Regions from separate parts of the Mus musculus genome. Here region 2 is linked to region 1. A link is a contact called in public promoter capture Hi-C data. All regions are on one chromosome and are shown on one strand. The core of a region is the stretch at or near the end of the contact, and the rest is flanking DNA. Distances in the headings are between cores, read along the strand shown. Region 1 overlaps Jmy (junction-mediating and regulatory protein). Region 2 holds the start of Bhmt (betaine-homocysteine methyltransferase).

Evidence for each region. Promoter capture Hi-C pulls out the DNA fragments that hold promoters and counts their contacts.
Region 2: a promoter capture Hi-C map of liver shows a contact between it and region 1, with 2.4 times the contacts expected there. The contact joins the promoter of Bhmt here to the enhancer-like site in region 1. A contact is called at or near these places in 2 of 39 promoter capture datasets (both in liver), 1 of 484 Hi-C or Micro-C datasets (nephron progenitors), 2 of 115 datasets of contacts at active chromatin or transcription factors (regulatory T cells and thymic regulatory T cells) and 1 of 9 other capture datasets (adipose tissue).

The regions. Positions count from the first base shown.
Region 1 is chr13:93,427,252-93,430,725 of GRCm38.p6, reverse strand. It overlaps Jmy (junction-mediating and regulatory protein), which reads left to right. Exons shown (of 11, transcript NM_021310.3): 11 at 1-629. Among named protein-coding and RNA genes, the nearest start is that of Gm6109, 19 kb to the left of the region's middle. Within about 2 kb of position 1,270, at least 25 of the 459 cell types and tissues checked have an H3K27ac peak or open chromatin away from gene starts, as enhancers often do. A contact at or near this core is called in liver, where this site is marked.
Region 2 is chr13:93,634,971-93,639,017 of GRCm38.p6, reverse strand. Bhmt (betaine-homocysteine methyltransferase) reads left to right here and starts at 1,260. Exons shown (of 8, transcript NM_016668.3): 1 at 1,260-1,554. The coding sequence starts at 1,522.

The DNA.
Region 1 (3,474 bases), core at 21-2,520:
CACTGCCTTGTTGAATCTCTCTCTGTACTGTATGCACTGCCAAGTGTGAGACCATAATATGTAGTTTAATGAGAAACGGAAGGATGCAGGTCAGTTTGCATGAGTAAAGCCCACTGGGGCTACATAAACTGACACTTTTGTCATTTTACCCAGTTGTGGGTAAATGAAGACTACAATGGCAGACTGACTCACCATTACTTGCTTTGTGCAATGTTATAAAGGCAAAACACTATGCACTATGCTTGGCTTTACAGATGGCATTCCCACCATGACATTAAGTGGATTGTCCACAGCATACTATAAATGCCATCTCTTGCAAATTTATATACGTAAATATGCTCAATTAACACTTAAGTATTACAAGTATAAGGAAACTACTAAGCAGGCATTTATAGCAATACTATGAAATCTCCAATCACTGTTTTGACTGTCGCCTTCTCCTTAGTGCAGCCTTTCTGCATCGTAGTTGCTGCTTTTTTACATTTCACACTCCTGACTTCAGAGTTAAGTACTTGCTCATCCAGTGTTGCACTCACCTTTCTTATTGTACATGCAATGTAACAACACACAGTTTTGGTGCTTAACAATATTCCTTTTTTTCTTTAATAAAGGATATTTATTTGAATTAACTTGATTTTGTTTGTTTATATATTATCACCAGTAACTTTTCATTTCAAAATGGAGCATAGCAATATGGTACAAGTTTAGTAAGTTTATTAGTTACTTCCTTGACAAGGGGCAACCTTGGGAGAGAGCTTATTTGGCTTAGAGTTTAGGGGAACAAGTCCATGACGGCCTGGTCACGAAACAGACCCCTTGTGTTCAGCTTGCTTTCTCCTTTCCGTTCAGTCCAGGTAACCACGGGATGGTGTCCACACATTCACTGAAAGTCTTTCTTCGTCAGTTACACCTTTGCAAAAACATTCATAGGTATTTCCAATGCTGCATTCCCATAATGATTCACAATTAACCAGATTCCTGGACTGTCCACCCCTGAACTGTTTCTTCCTTGAATGCTATTATGAAACAGTCATGGCAGCTTTACTTGTACAGCATCCTTCTCCAAACTCAGAGATCTTTTCAATGTCTTCATTTCAGGAGTTCATGAATTTAAAGAGATTATCTTCATACTTGGAAATAGTTACTAGAGGCCAGCAGACACTGGCCACCTTCTGTCCTAATAGTGCAGTAGCAGAACAGGTAGGATCTACTTATTCCCCAAGGCATGGGACTTGGATTAGCACTATGTTTTATGTAACCGAATGCCAGATCATGGCAGATTTTAGGTTAGGAGCCTAGCTGCTTGGAGGACAGCCCTGCACAGAGCCCTGTGGTTCTGAGGTCAGGTTTGTCCAGTTGGCAGCTACTCCCCATAAATGGATCATTTTCATGCTGCAACAAAGACCCAGATGTCTGGTAGACCAGGTTTTCCAGTCATTCACATTATTCTCCTCAGTATTTGGTCTTGGAGTCCAGCTCTGATCCTCTTTTCAGACAAGGCTCTTATGTCTGTGCAATGCAGGGCTCAGCTCTATTATCTTTGAGCCAAGACATAACTACAACGTCCCTAAACTGTCAGAAAAGGTGGCCATAGTGTTGTATGTCCCGATACCTGAAGGTTTTTTACCTGCTCTGACTTGCTTTCTTGTTACCTAAGTTTTAAGGGCTACTCCCCAGCTCATACTACCTTTATGAGCATTAAACTTAGGCTTTCATAATGGCTGAGCTAAAAACCTAACTTATTCAGTGATTCTTCTGGATAGGTGGTTTTCTTCTGGCCTATGACTCTTTTCAGCTCACTAGCACTCCATGTCCAGCTGTTTAATGAGTTCTTCATTTGAATCTCTGATCCAGAAATGGTGTCCTTGACTATCCCTGTTAAGGTAAACCCAGACCTGTCCACTTTTCCCCACTTTGCACAGTTCATGAACTATTGCCCTTAGACCTTTCGATCTCTGCCCACATCTGACTCTCAGTCTTACCAGAGTTGACTCTGACCTCCCCTTTGGCATAAAGCCATCTTCTGGTTTCGATCTTCATCTTTCAGCCATTCTGTGGCAATGGCTTCCACATGGTCTTTCCACTGTTTTGCCTCTGCATAGCTCTATAGAGTGGTTGAGTCATGCATGCACCCACCCTGTGGTGCATTCTGTGGACTCCAGGAGATTAACTTAACCTCTGCCAACTGCTCCTCTGCCTCCTGAGCTCTCTGTAGACAAACTGCTGGAGCTCTAAGCAAAACTTCTCCTCTTTTTTTCCTCTCCTCTCTTCCTCCCAAGTTCCTCCCACCCTCAACTTCCCTTGATTATATTGTTTCCTCTAAGTAGGACTGAAGCATCCACTTTTTGGTCTTCCTTCCTCTTGAGCTTCATGTGTTAGTTGTATTATGGTTATTCCACGGTCTTTGCCTAATATCCACTTATCAGTGCGTACCATGTGTGTTCTTTTGTGACTGAGTTACCTCACTCAGAATGTTATCTTCTAGATCCAGCCATTTGCCTGCGAATTTCATGAAGTAGAATAGATGTTCAGAATTAAGAGTTAATCTTGGTAGATTTTTCTTTGAGTATGAAGTGTCCTTACCTTTATAGATAACTTGGTTGAAAGCCCATTTTACTCAACATTAGAGTGGCTTGACATTAGAGCTTGTCTCTTGGGACCACTTGCTTGGAAAGTTGTTTTCCAGCCTCATGCTCTGAGGCAGTGTCTGTCTTTGTCACTGAGGTGCCTTTACTGTATGCAGCAAATGTTGGGTCCTGTTTGTGTATCCAGTCTGTTGTTCTATGTTTTTTTATTGGGGAATTGAGTCCATTGATGTTAAGATATTAAATATTAAATGATAGTGATTGTTGCTTCCTGTTATTTTTGTTGTTAGAGGTAGAATTATGTTTGTGTGGCTATCTTCTTTTGGGTTTGTTGAAAGTCAATTACTTTCTTTTTCTAGGGTATAGTTTCCCTCCTTATGTTGGAGTTTTCCATCTATTATCCTTTGTAGGGCTGGATTTGTGGAGAGATATTGTGTAAATTTGGTTTTGTCATAGAATATCTTGGTTTCTCCATCTATGGTAATTGAGAGTTTTTCTGGGTATTGTAGCCTAAGCTGGCATTTGTGTTCTTTTAGGGTCTATATACCATCTGCCCAGGATCTTCTGGCTTTCATAGTCTCTGATGTAAAGTCTGGTGTAATACTGATAGGTCTGCCTTTATATGTAACTTGACCTTTTTACTTTACCGCTTTTAATATTGTTTTGTGCATTTGGTGTTTTGACTATTGTATGACAGGAGGAATTTCTTTTCTGGTCCAGTCTATTTGGAGTTTTGTAGGCTTCTTGTATGTTCATGGGCATCTCTCTCTCTTTAGGTTGGGGAACTTTTCTTCTCTAAATTTTTTGCAGATATTTACTGGCCCTTTAAGTTGGGAATCTCCATTCTCTTCTATACCTATTATCCTTAGGTTTGGTCTTCTCATTGTGT
Region 2 (4,047 bases), core at 11-2,510, 210 kb before region 1:
GAGCTGCCATGTGAGTGCTGGGTATCAAACCCGAGTCCTCTGGAAGAACCGCTAGTGCTCGTAACCACTGAGCTATCCTTCTAGCCCAAAGCTACTAGTTTAAAATCCCCACTGTTTTGTAGGGTCTGGATATGTGTGTAAACCCAGGTAAAGCCCTCTAGTGCCTGGAGTCCCCAGTGTAGTGCACCAATATCGGCTATTACTGCTATAGACAGCAAGGGCATTCATTAACTATTACTTACTTAGCTTCTCCAGGACATTAGTGGGGGAAGATGTGGACCCTGCCAAAGATGGCATTAATGTACTGTGAATGTACCTCGTTCTTCCAGACTCCTGATAGTGTATAGGGTTGATGGATGGGGGTGGCGGGAGGGGCAGTAAAATATTGTCTGTCACTTGAATTAATTTCAATATATCTTTTCTCTCTTTTTTTCCATTTTTAAGTTTTTACATATTTATCAGAGGGAAATGGACTTGTAAAAAAGCTGTCTCATTGTATATCATTCATACATCACTTTAAACTTTTACCAATGTGTTGTCTGCTACTGTAATTTCTTCTGCATGTGTGCAATTGAGACCATTGTTCCGCAGGAGGAAAATAGCCTCCAGTGCTTATTTGTTGTCTTTAAGTATTTACTAATATGTTGGGCAGTTTTTGTAGGTGAGATCTCTAGTGTTTTTATATCATCGTGTTTTTTTTTTAAATATTTAGGGAATTATCATGAATCGCCAAAGGTTAAACACCTTTTTACATCAGCAGTCCGCTGCGCTCCACTGCACTGGAGGCTGCTTCTGGTTCCTCTGGGGTTTGCTTCGCTTTGGTTTTTCATGTGGAGCTTTAAGATCTTCAGGATCTTTTCCATTTTGCCTTTTACTTGTTAGACACTGTGCTTGTTAGATGGTGCCACGGTTACCAGAAACCGCCAAAAGCCTGCCTGTAAGGTCACTGAGAACAAACCCACTACTTGGAGGATTGGCACTGAGCGCTTCTGCAAAGGGCAAGTTATGTTACTTGTGCCAGATGTAGGTCATGCAGTTTACACTCTGTGCCAAGTTCTTGCCGGGCATCGCATCCTCATGCAATGATCTTGTATCTTCGCCTTTGTCAAATATTTGGTCACTGAGTGGAATTCTTGGGGGTATGGTCTGGCAGCTTAAGTGGGTCATGGATACCTGACCCCAGATCAAGGTCAGAGGCCTGCTATTGGACAAAGGTCAGTGTGCAGACGAGCTAGCAGCGACCTCAGTATTTTTTTCTTATCTTAACTTCGCGTTTCCACCCATCTAGGAGACCAATCTCGACTTCTCCTCCCACAGGCAGCTTCCCAGCTAGCCCCTGGCCTAATTCAAAGGCTGGTGGGCGTGTTCCCTGCCTGAGGCCATGTGTTGGACCTGGCCAAGGCTAGGGAACTCTAGCTGCTGTATAAAGAGACCAGCAGCGGCCCAGCAGCACAGACTTTGCTGGGAACAGCTACCCTCCAATCCGCAGCTGTGTTCAGCGCCACTCACTACACCGGAAAGATGGCACCAGTTGCTGGCAAGAAGGCCAAGAAGGTGAGTGTGCAGGGAGCCGGAGAGAGCTCTCAATACACCATCAGCTGGGTACCCCCAATGTCAGCAAGCGCAGAGAGGTGCTTGGAGCCTGGCTGTGGCCCAGCATCCTTCTAGTTGGCAGTGTTAGGTCAAAAGGGGCACTCAGAACTTTGAGTTCTGACTGGGGGTTTCTTCTAACAATAGTGTATTCTATATGGTCTCTGGCCCTCCTGCACTTCTGGCTCCACCTTGGACCTATCTGTGGAGTGACACAAGGCACAAGACAGCCACTTTGGATGTCAGGGTGCTCCCTTCAGCCCATCAGACTCAACCCTTCATGAGTGCAGCACCCCTAAAGACCAGAGAAATATCCCAGAGAAGCTGCTCATGGATCCAGGGGTGCAATTTCCCACAGTGGGAGTTGGCTCTGGCTGGTGGCTTGCCGGGTGCAGGAGGGGCAGGCAGCTGCAGAGCCGGCCCGATTGCCTTACGGTTTCAGAAACAAATAAGTAGAATGGTTTTAAGACGCTGAGGAAGGACTGTTCACAGAATTCTAAAAAAACAAAATGCCTGCTGGACCCAGGAGGTCAGTCCAAATCTGACCTTCTGTGTTAGGGGATGTAGGCATAGATGGGGATAATATACTTGGATCTGATATCAAACCCAGGCACACAAGACCTCAGGAGGTGGCTGGGAGACAGATGGAGCCAGGCTGACCATAACCCTCAGTTCTCCCCTGCTGGGGAACCACCTGAGTGTGCCCAGTTTGTAAAGGGACAAACACCAATTCAAAAAGACATCTATGGGAGGGGGAGGAAGAAAGCTAACCCTGTTAAAATGTAAACACCATGCCCCTGAGGGAGACTTCATGCCAGTGTGTGAGAAGGGTATGTGAGTCAAGTAAGGTTTCAATTACTGCCAGTCCATAGATTTACTAAATGATGTCCCCTGAAGACTACAAAGATGGCTTATCACACCACACACACACACACACACACCTCTTCTTTGATCCCATTTGTAAAACCATGGATTCTAATCCACTTCCCAAATTCAAGTTTACAAATGTCACCAGCCTCTCTACTAGGGGCTGATGGGGCATGGATGAAATCCCAGCACTCAGGAGAAAGAGGCAAGAGGTTCAGAGTTCAAGACCAGTCTAGGCTACACAGTGCTACAATGTCTGAAAACACAATACAGTGGGGGGAGGGGCAAGATGGGGGAATTTTTAGAGAATTATCAAGAACAGAATTGAGTGGCATAAGGGCACCTCCCCAATACCTCTGTTTCCATATAAATGTTAAAAAACGAGGGCTAGGCCGGGCGTAGTGGCGCACACCTTTAATCCTAGCACTTGGGAGGCAGAGACTGGTGGATTTCTGAGTTCAAGGCCAGCCTGGTCTACAAAGTGAGTTCCAGGACAGCCAGGGCTACACAGGGAAACCCTGTCTCGAAAAACAAACAAACAAACAAACAAAAACGAGGGCTACAGCTATACAGAGAAACCCTGTCTCAAAAAAACCAAAAAAAAAAAAAAAAATTAAAAAAACCTAGGGCTATAGTATGCATTTAAAAGATATGACAAGGACACTTATTAATTGCAAAATAAAATCTGGATAAAATAAAAAGAACAGCATCTGCAACATTTTGATATACATTCTGCTAGTTGTCCAGGCAAATATATGCTTTAAAAGAATAAGCTGATGTTAAATATGTTCTTTTAATAATTTACATACACACACACACAAAGCTTTTCATAGTGCATCCCACTGTTTAATTTAGAAACAAACAAAAAAAATTCTGAGATTTAGGGAATTAAAAGCTAGTAGAATCTAAGTGTATGCTGACATAATCACTTCACAACATGATTACCATGATAAGGAAACTACCCCTATTTCCAAAGATCAGATTCCTGGCTATGCTGTGTGCTAAAATATCGTGTACTAAACTTGAAATTGTGTTCAATGAGATACGTTAATTGCCACTGTGTCACTATTTGCACTGGAAGTGAGTCATAGCTATTTATAGGACTATTGTTTGTGTGACATATTTATATTATATATGATATATATCTATATATCCCCATCACATGCATATATTTATTAATTTATATACATATATATGTTTAATTTTAAATGTAGTATTTAGACACATTGTAATCATGATATATATTTGAATTTCAAAGTTCACATGAGCAATTCTGCATCTTTATAGTTGTTTATTAACTCACAGACTTCCAGGCTTAGCCATGGAGAGCGTACATCCTCATGTGATTTCCAGTTCCACACTAAAGATGTCAATGGGTTCTCTCTGAGCACTTGCAATCCTAACAGTGTGGGGTGGGGCTATGGAGGAGGAGAGTTAAAATGAAGGAGGCTCTACGGAGATACAGAGGGATTTTACTGCAAAAGCCTGCGGTCCCTCATGCTGTTTACATGGCCTGTGTTCTCTTCACAGTTCTAAAGATCCACCAGTTTGGCAAGCAAATAGGATGTCACAAACAAGCACATTCCAATG